Regions from separate parts of the Mus musculus genome. Here region 1 is linked to region 2. The links are chromatin contacts, called in public promoter capture Hi-C maps. All regions are on one chromosome and are shown on one strand. The core of a region is the stretch at or near the end of the contact, and the rest is flanking DNA. Distances in the headings are between cores, read along the strand shown.

What was found. Capture Hi-C pulls out chosen DNA fragments and counts their contacts.
Region 1: a promoter capture Hi-C map of adipose tissue shows a contact between it and region 2. The contact joins the promoter of Steap3 here to the promoter of Tmem37 in region 2. A contact is called at or near these places in 1 of 39 promoter capture datasets (liver), 2 of 484 Hi-C or Micro-C datasets (liver and nephron progenitors) and 2 of 9 other capture datasets (adipose tissue and liver).

Annotation. Positions count from the first base shown.
Region 1 is chr1:120,256,028-120,260,249 of GRCm38.p6, reverse strand. It overlaps Steap3 (STEAP family member 3), which reads left to right and starts at 1,372. Exons shown (of 5, transcript NM_001379355.1): 1 at 1,372-1,489. The coding sequence starts at 1,468.
Region 2 is chr1:120,072,380-120,076,615 of GRCm38.p6, reverse strand. It overlaps Tmem37 (transmembrane protein 37), which reads left to right and starts at 2,836. Exons shown (of 2, transcript NM_019432.2): 1 at 2,836-2,904. The coding sequence starts at 2,884. It overlaps Gm41937 (a long non-coding RNA gene), which reads left to right. Exons shown (of 3, transcript XR_001779373.2): 3 at 350-530.

The sequences.
Region 1 (4,222 bases), core at 123-2,622, 190 kb before region 2:
ACTGTTTTACTTAATGGTCAAAATAGGGAACACTGGGGATGTAGGCAAAGTCCAAAGTCTTGCTTATTATGTATGAAGTCCTGGGCTCCAACCAAAGACCCACATAAACTGGACATAGTAGAGTATCCCTGTAATCCCAAGTACTGGGGAGGCAGGGGCTGAAGGATCAAGGGTTCAAGGTCTTTCTTTAAGACCAACCTGGTCTAAGTGAGACCCTCAGAGTAGGAAAGAAGCCTTCCCAAGGTCACACTGTTAGCATGCGGTTAAACTCAAGTTCATATTTAGGGCAACCAACTGCTAACCTAGCCTTACTTGTTGATTCAGAGTGGGTAAATGTTGTCCAGGACTACAGGAGCTGATAGATGCCGACAACAGGGAATTGTATTTCCAAGGAAGTGGGATTTGGGTGGGTCAGGAGTATATTCAAACTCAGATGGAAAGAGCAGGCCAAGAGCAAGAGAGTCACAGGTCAGGGCATGAAGAAAGAGAAAACAAAACCAGTCTCTGTATTGGCCTGCACTGGACTCCATGTGATTCCAGAATCTAGCCCTACCCCCAAGAGGCTTTACTGTTAGGGACAGACATAAGAGGACTGCCAGTCAGAGCAATATGGACCTGCTCTAGTTGCTGGTCCTTATAAAGCCACAGACTGGGACGTGTGTGCTTAGCAACAGACTTCACTGGGCTGCAAGTTTGCTAGTTCTGACACGCTGAAGACAGTCAGATATGCCCATACACAAGCCCAGACAGCACCGTTCCTGAACTCTGGGCTGCCCTCAAAGCCTTGGAACCCAGCAGTCAGCAGCCAGCAGCGAGTGGGCGTGTGCCCTTATCTACCATTTCCAGTGAAATGATAATAGAGCGGTCTGTCCATCATCTTCTGCTATAGGCACTGTCTGGCATGTGGTGACAAAGAAGATCCCCCTATCAGCACAAACTGCTGAGAGAATTCTCGAGAAGCCTGTAACAGCCATGGTGATTGCAATGAATTACCCTCCTAGAAATTGATCATTCGCTACTTTCTGTTACCATAATGCTGGCTTTGTACCTCCAAGGGTCTCAGTGTCTCTGCCCAACCTCTCCATGACATTTATTCATTTTATGCATCCTGGCTTCAGCTTGCCATCCTGCCTCAATTCCTGTACCAAAGACTCTGCAGTCTGAGCCACTAATTACTTCAGTGAGGTTTCCTCCCCAAACAGGAAGTCTCCCGCAGAATTGCTCTCTCAGGGCACTCTCTAACCGAACATCAGCCACCTCTCCAGGGGCCAGTCCCTGTGGCCAGCTGTAGGTGGGCAAACTGAGAGGGGAGGTGTCCCAGTTACCCACGCCCTAGAAGGGCCCGTGGCCGTCCCAATTCTGAAAAACCCCAGTCAGACTGCCGAAGGTGGAGACTTTAGTCAGAAGAGGCGACTTGCAGCGGGGTTGTCTGGGCATTCTAAAACTTCAGACCTCCCCTGAGGCCAGATGGCGCAGTCACCTGTTGCTGGTAAGTCTGTTGGGGCTCCAGGGCAGCTACCAGATTCACTTACTAGTACGCCATCCTCTGGTCCACTTGAGAGTGCTGTTCTTTGAAGGTCTGCAGATTTTACCAGAGCCCAGAGAGAGCAGTGTTTCCCTGAGAGTTGCACAGCCTCAGCCTGGCAGCAAGGAGCACAGTAGAATAAGATCTTGTCAAAATAAAGCAGGAGATTGATTGTCTGCTGTGTGTATTTCAGGGCCACCTTCTCAGGGAGGGCGTTCAGGCAGTAAACACAAGAGCCTCTTCAGAGTGCAGGGCTCTGGTTTGCACACACAGAGAAAGCAGCGGCTTCGTGGGTTTTAGTGTGTGTTGCTTTAAAAAAAAATTAATGTTCATGATGTATTTCTGAGGAATGTGGGCCCGTCGGGAATTATAAATTTTACACAGAACTGCCGGCTGCGAGTAATCGAACTGGATTTTTCTAGAAGGATTTGAAAAGCTAGATGTTTGTAAAAGCTCTATCAATTATTCATTTGCTTTTATTCTGCAAAGTGATGTGGAGAGAAAATGCTGTTTTCTAACAGATCAAACTTGTGTGCATGAGTGTGTGTGTCTGTGTGTGTGTATGTGTGAGTGTGTCTGTGTGTGTGTGTGTCTGTGTGTGTGAGAGTGTGTGTGTGTGAGTGTGTGTGTGTGTGTCTGTGAGTGTGTGTGTGTCTCTGTGTGTGTGTGTGAGTGTGTGTGTGAGTGTGTGTGTGTGTGAGTGTGTCTGTGGGTGTGTGTGTGAGAGAGAGTGAGTGTGTGTGTGTGTGTGTGTGTGTGTGTGTGTGTGTGTGTGAGTGAGTGTGTGTGGGGGGAGGCCTGGCTTATGTGCATGGACTTTGTTTCCTCTTCGGCAGGCACAAAACTGCCATCCTTTTAAAAAAAAATAATGATTTTTATGATGTCTAAATAACAATCCCAGGTAGTATTGCAAGAAACGTAACAGCAAAATGTTTGTAAGAGTCCATCTGATAGGGGAGATGCCCACAGAGAAAACAGAAGTGTGCCACTTAGGACATGTTTGATGTCATTAGCTTTTATTTTGTTTGGGGCAGAGCCTGCTGTAGCCCAAGCTGGTCTCAACCTCATCATGTAACTAAGGACAATTTGGAACTTCTCATTCTCCTGCCTCTACCGCCCAAATATGGAAATGACAAATACACACTACCACGATGTTTGTATGGTTCTAGGGATATAACTCAGGGCTTCCTGTATACTCCATAAGCTCTCTACCAATCAGCCTCCATCTCCAGATCTGCCACTACATTTTACATGCTAATTTCAGACTGGTAGCCTCTTTTCTCTCACCTCACCTTGGGAGGTAGACACGGGTTGGGCAAGGAAAGAGACTGTGGTCTCTGAGCCTAGGAAGGAACAAAGGCCTGGGTCTAAGTGAACGCCTACTTAAGACCCAGGATGGAGGACAGCCACACTCTAAAGGAACAGCAAGAAGAGGGACTGGGAAATTGTTCCCAACAGCTCAGAGAGAAGATAAAGGACACAGGAAGGAAACAGACTTAAATCTAGAACCTGGTGCTGGCCAGGTGACATCTGTAGCACCCACATACAGAGCCTCTGCCCTTGCCACCCAAGATGTCAGTTGGATGCTGAGACTAGATTAAGGCAGAGCCAGCTCTGGGACCGAGAGGTGCTCCCTTTGCCTGTCTGGGCCTTAGTTTATGATGCATAAAGTAGAAGCATCCTCTGTAGGTCATATCCCAACACACATCCAAAGTCATGTATTGCTGCACAGTGAGATCTGCCCTTGTCTTCTAATCTCTTCTCATTCGACCCTGAGGATTTGGGTTGTTCAGGGACCAGACACTTACAGAGAGACATGCTGGCTGCCTCCCTCAGTAGCCTTATGCCCCCAAGGAAACCTTGGATTACTACTTAGGGAAGTCATGTGTCAGAAAGAGGGAGAAGGCGTTGTCCCTGGGAATCTCTTCTTTTTGCACAGCAAGGGTGTAATTTTCATTCAGGCTGTGTGGGCAATCCCCTGTTTAATGATGGCTTGACACAGGATCTTTCAACTTTAGGGGAGGTACAACACCAACATTGTTCAGTGGAAACCGTTCTTCAAATTGTGAATTTGGATGTTTCCCAGGAATTTTAAACTCACAGCATCATCAATTTACAGTGGATTTGCTGGCTGCCACGCCACCATAAATCAAGGTCCATATAACGAGCAGGACTTGTGTGTGTGTCACTTGTGTGTCTGTATGTTCACACATGTGAACTCACATATAGACACGTTCATGTGAAGGCCAGAGGTCTTTCTCGATCACTCTCTGACATATATATTGAGGCAGAGACTGTCACTAGAAACAACTGCTCCCAAATTTTGCTAGTCTTACCCAGAGATCCTCTGTCTCAGTCTCTGGGATTACGGGCAGGCTACCACTCCTATCTGGCATGTATATGGGTGCTAGGGGTACTTTCATGGCATGCTCTTTACCCCTGATCCATCTTCCCAGCCCAGAACGATTTTATAGACATTATTATTCCCTCCACCAGCCTGAAGGTTGTAAGTTCATATCAGAGGATATTAGGTTTAATGTCGCCATAAACACGTGGGAAGGGCACTCTAAGGGAAGGTGCATGGCACTGTATACTTGGTCCATCCCTGTGACAGAGAGCCTAAGGGATCAGAGGACAAAAATGTCTATTTTTATCTTAAAGAGGAACTGGGAGCCTTCTCTTCTTCCTCCTTTTTTA
Region 2 (4,236 bases), core at 1,587-4,086:
GACATTCCTGTTGTTACTGGAGTTTTGAAGGTCACAGCCTGGACCCTGGCAACCCTAACAAGCCAGACTCTGCCACTGGTCCTCAAAGGGCTGATTCAACAGACAAGTGGGAAGTGAAAAGCAGAGAGTTATTCACTGGCCATACCCCAAACAAGAGGAACACCCTACTCTAGCCTCAGGGTCCTGACACGAGGTTCAGGTTTAAACAGAGGGCAAGAGCTGTGTATAGCCAAGCTGTCCTGGCCAAGGTGTGGCCATGCCCATCACTGACCCAGCCTTGTCTCAGCATCAGTCTCTCCCACAAGGTGGTCTAACAAGTTACCAGGGTTGTTTAAAAATCTCTTCCCAGGGCTGGAGAGATGGCTCAGTGGTTAAGAGCACCGACTCCTCTTCCGAAGGTCCTGAGTTCAAATTCCAGCAACCACATGGTCACTCACAACCATCTGTAATGAGATCCGATACCCTCTTCTGGTGCATCTGAAGACAGCTACAGTGTACTTAGATATAATAATAAATAAATCTTTAAAAAAGATTGTCTCTAGGAGACAAATCTCTGCTCTCGATGGTACCAGGCCCAGTCTTTCCTTCTCTAGCACGGGCTTCCTGGGGAAATTCCAATTCCTTGGGATCCATGTCTGAAAGCCAAAGGGAGAGAAGCACACGACCTCACTGAGTAACCCAGGCTAGCCTATGTGATCAGCATGTCTCTGCTTCGAGGGTGCCAGCCTTAAAGGCCTGTGCCACCACAAGGGTCTCTCTTTGTAATGTCTCTGCTTCTGCCTCGGGATAATGTCTGCCTCTGTTGTGGCACTGGGAAGAGGGTGTGTGCTGAGGGAGTGTTGTGGGTTCCTCAAGCCTAGGGTGCCAGATCTTGGCACAAGCCCCACCCAGACTCCAGGCGTTTGTTCTGTACTCCCTTTGGGAACTGGACAGACACTTCCTCATTTCTGCTTCTTAGACCGCCTTGTCAGCAAGAAGGTCTTTAGCTGTTGTATAAACAGCTAAAAGGCACCCTACCCACAGACATGTACACTCTCAGAAGGCACGAGATGGGAGCAGATTATGAAACTGGACAACTATTTTTTTTCCCTCTTTTTGAGACAAGGTCTCATGTGGCCCAGACTAGCCTTAAACTTATCATGTAGTCAAAAATGACTAAACTTCTGATCCTCCCAACTCCACCTCCCAAGTGCTGTGATCTCAGGTGTTTATAACATCACACCTCACTTATGTAGTCCTGGGGATGGAATGCAGGCACGGGCCATGCTCAGATCTGGTGAAAAAGAGCAACCCAGGTTCCTCCAGAGAGTATTCTAGAACTGCTTCAAAGGACAGCCAGGCCCCCAGGCTGGGGGAGAGCTAGGTGCTCCTTGCACTGGAGAAATGAACACCTGGCTTCTAGAATCCTGGACTGGGGAGAAAGCAGGTAGTGCCATGGAGAGGAGGCCGGTGGATGGAGAAAAGCCAAGTGGCTGGATGGACCTGGCCGACTGCCCTTAGTCTTAGCTCAGGCTCTAACCCAGAGCTAGCAGTACCTAACGCCACTCACGGCAGGTCTCAGCCTGGTCCCACTGGTCAGAAGTTCCAGGGAGGGGCCCAGCAATGTGTGTTTGCAGCAGCCAGCATCTCAGCTAGCCTTCACTCAGAGTGGGAAAGCAAGAGGAGGCAGGGACATGTGTCCACACCCTATCTGTCTGCCCCAGGACTGGCTCTGGGGCTGAGCAAAGCTTTCTGTGGAATCAGATGAACTGGGAAGCAGAGAATGCATGTGAGGCCGCATCTTCCTGGTTTCCCTCATGGCTCCTTCCAGAGGATATAAGTGTATTCTTTTCAATGTCCATAGGTAAACAAGAGAGCAATCTGCTGGCCAGAACAAGATAGATGATTTATTCCATCTAATCTAGTCCTTAGTCAGCATCTTACTTTATTTTATTTTATGTAGGACCCCACCCACCTTCTTCCCCAGGCTGGAGGAAGGAAGTAGGAAATGCTAGCTGAAACCCTCGCCCTCAGACCACACCTTCCACCCTTTGGGGGTGGGAGTATTTTAGCATACCCATCTATACCCCCTCCCACTCTCCTTTACTTATGCGGCTGGGAAAAGAATCTAGGGCCTCCTGCTTGCTGCACTAAGCTCTTAGTCACCCCTCCACGCCTCCTCCCTCCTGTCCTTTCTCTTCCTCCCCCTCCTCTTCCTTCCCAACCCTCTCCTCCATTCTCTCCGTGATTACAGAGTCTGACCCTGTATCCCAGGCTGCTCAAATAACCCAGACTGGCCTTTAACTCAAGGCAATCCCTCTGCATCAGCCCTTCAAATGCTGGATTTACAGGAATCTGCCACCACATTTGACCTAGTGTTTGCTGATAGTTCCCGAGGGGACTAGGAGTCAAGGACGCCGTCACATCCTCCTTAACGAGTAAACTAAGACAAGTGAAGGTTCTGGTCCACTCACATGTCACAAAAGCTTTGTAACAGGCCAGCCAATCACATAGTATCTCACTTATTAACCAAGGCTCTGCGGTGTTAAACTAGCGGTCCAAGGTCACACACCCGGTGTAGAAACCAGAATCCTGGCGGGATCCTCCACTTTGCACCTAGGTGCTCCTTCCCGACTCTTGGCCCTTCAATCTTGGACTGGAACCAAATCTCCCAGTCCTCGAGGAATCTGCATCCAGGGGAAGATCGCGAGCCGGGTCACCGCTCACCCCTTCTCTGGGACCCAGGGCGCTGCTGAGTCAGCGTAACCCGAGCAGCCCAGTGACCGCGAAGCCCCCGCCCCCGGCTTGCGCCCCGCCCAGATAGAGGGCCAGCCCCGTGGCCGAGCACAAGTGCACGAGTGCGACAGCTAGGCCAGGCGACAGCGCTGCCTACCAGAGCGCAGCATGACGGCCATCGGCGCGCAGGTAACCTGAGGGACCCGCGGGGCGCAGAGCCGGGGTACAGTCTATCATGGGGGAGGACTGGGAACTCTCAGTGACTGAAACTTTGGGTTAGGGTGACAACTCCCCAAGGTGCCCAGGTCTTTCTGGGACACCCTTCCCCCGGAAGGTTCCTCTGAGAGGTCGGGGGGGGGGGGTACCTGCTACCCCAATGCAGCTCGCTCTGCACGGTCTTCTCGGCCTCTGATGAGCACCAGAGACCACCAAACTTTTTTGCAGGGTCACCAGTTAGGCTTTTCTCGGGGGTCGTTGAGAATCTTTAAAAACTGGGGGTCTAGAGTTGCGGACTGTCAGGGTAGACTTAGAAAATGCCAGGCTTGGTTTATGTAACGGACGAGGACGTTGCTCGCGAAGCCAGAACTTTCTGAGAGGGCGACTGCAAATATCATCTTCCTCCGAAGCGCGTTTGAGGAGTTAGGTGGAACTGAGGTGGGACTGGATTCGCTGGGGACCTGACACTCGAGGTAAACGGTTCCCAGGACAGGAGCGGCCGCTTCCCCTAAGATCTGGCTTCTTTTGGAGCAATGCTGAGTGTTTGTGTTGGCTGAGAATCTCTGCATTCCTGCCCGCTTCAAAAGGCGGTCGGAAGTGTCCACTACCCCGCGGGCCAGCTTCCTGCTCACCCAGGCATCCCGGTGGCTGGCTGTGCTCCAGGCTGTCCACTGTCCGGTCTTGCCCTGAGAAGTACAGAGGTCAGTTGACTCTGCCTCCAGGTGCTCAGGCCCTGATAATTTTAGGTACTGTTCCGCCCATTAATCATTATTTTTATCATTATCAGCACTGCTTGAGATAGACAGGATCTGTTCTTTGTTGCTCAGGATGCTCTTAGACTCCTGGGCTCAATTCACCCTGCTTCCTTAGCCTTCCAGTAGCTGGCATTATAAGAATAGGCCACCTCTACAGCTCTACCCATTCTACAGAGAGATAACTGAGGCTCGAAAGTAACCTGGCCACAGTGGGTAGCCAAGTGACAGGATGTACACAAATTCAGGTCTTCCCAACTCCGAACCTCACTCACACTTTTGGTAACAAGAAGAAAAGAAAAACCTTGCAAGGCCACCCTCAAACTCTTTTATCCAGAACTCAGTTGCTAGGGTGTGGTAGGGACTCTGATTCGGTGACTTGTTTTTCTTTGTTCCTGGGTATATTCCAGACCATCTCCAGGGAAGGGAAGGCACAGGAGGAATGGAGGAATGAGCCAAGGTGTGGGGGCACCCCTAAAGGAGATACTCAGAAACCAGTGTGGGTGTGGGAGGAGCTAAACTAACCCGCCATAGGTAGGAGCCCCTTTAGGGG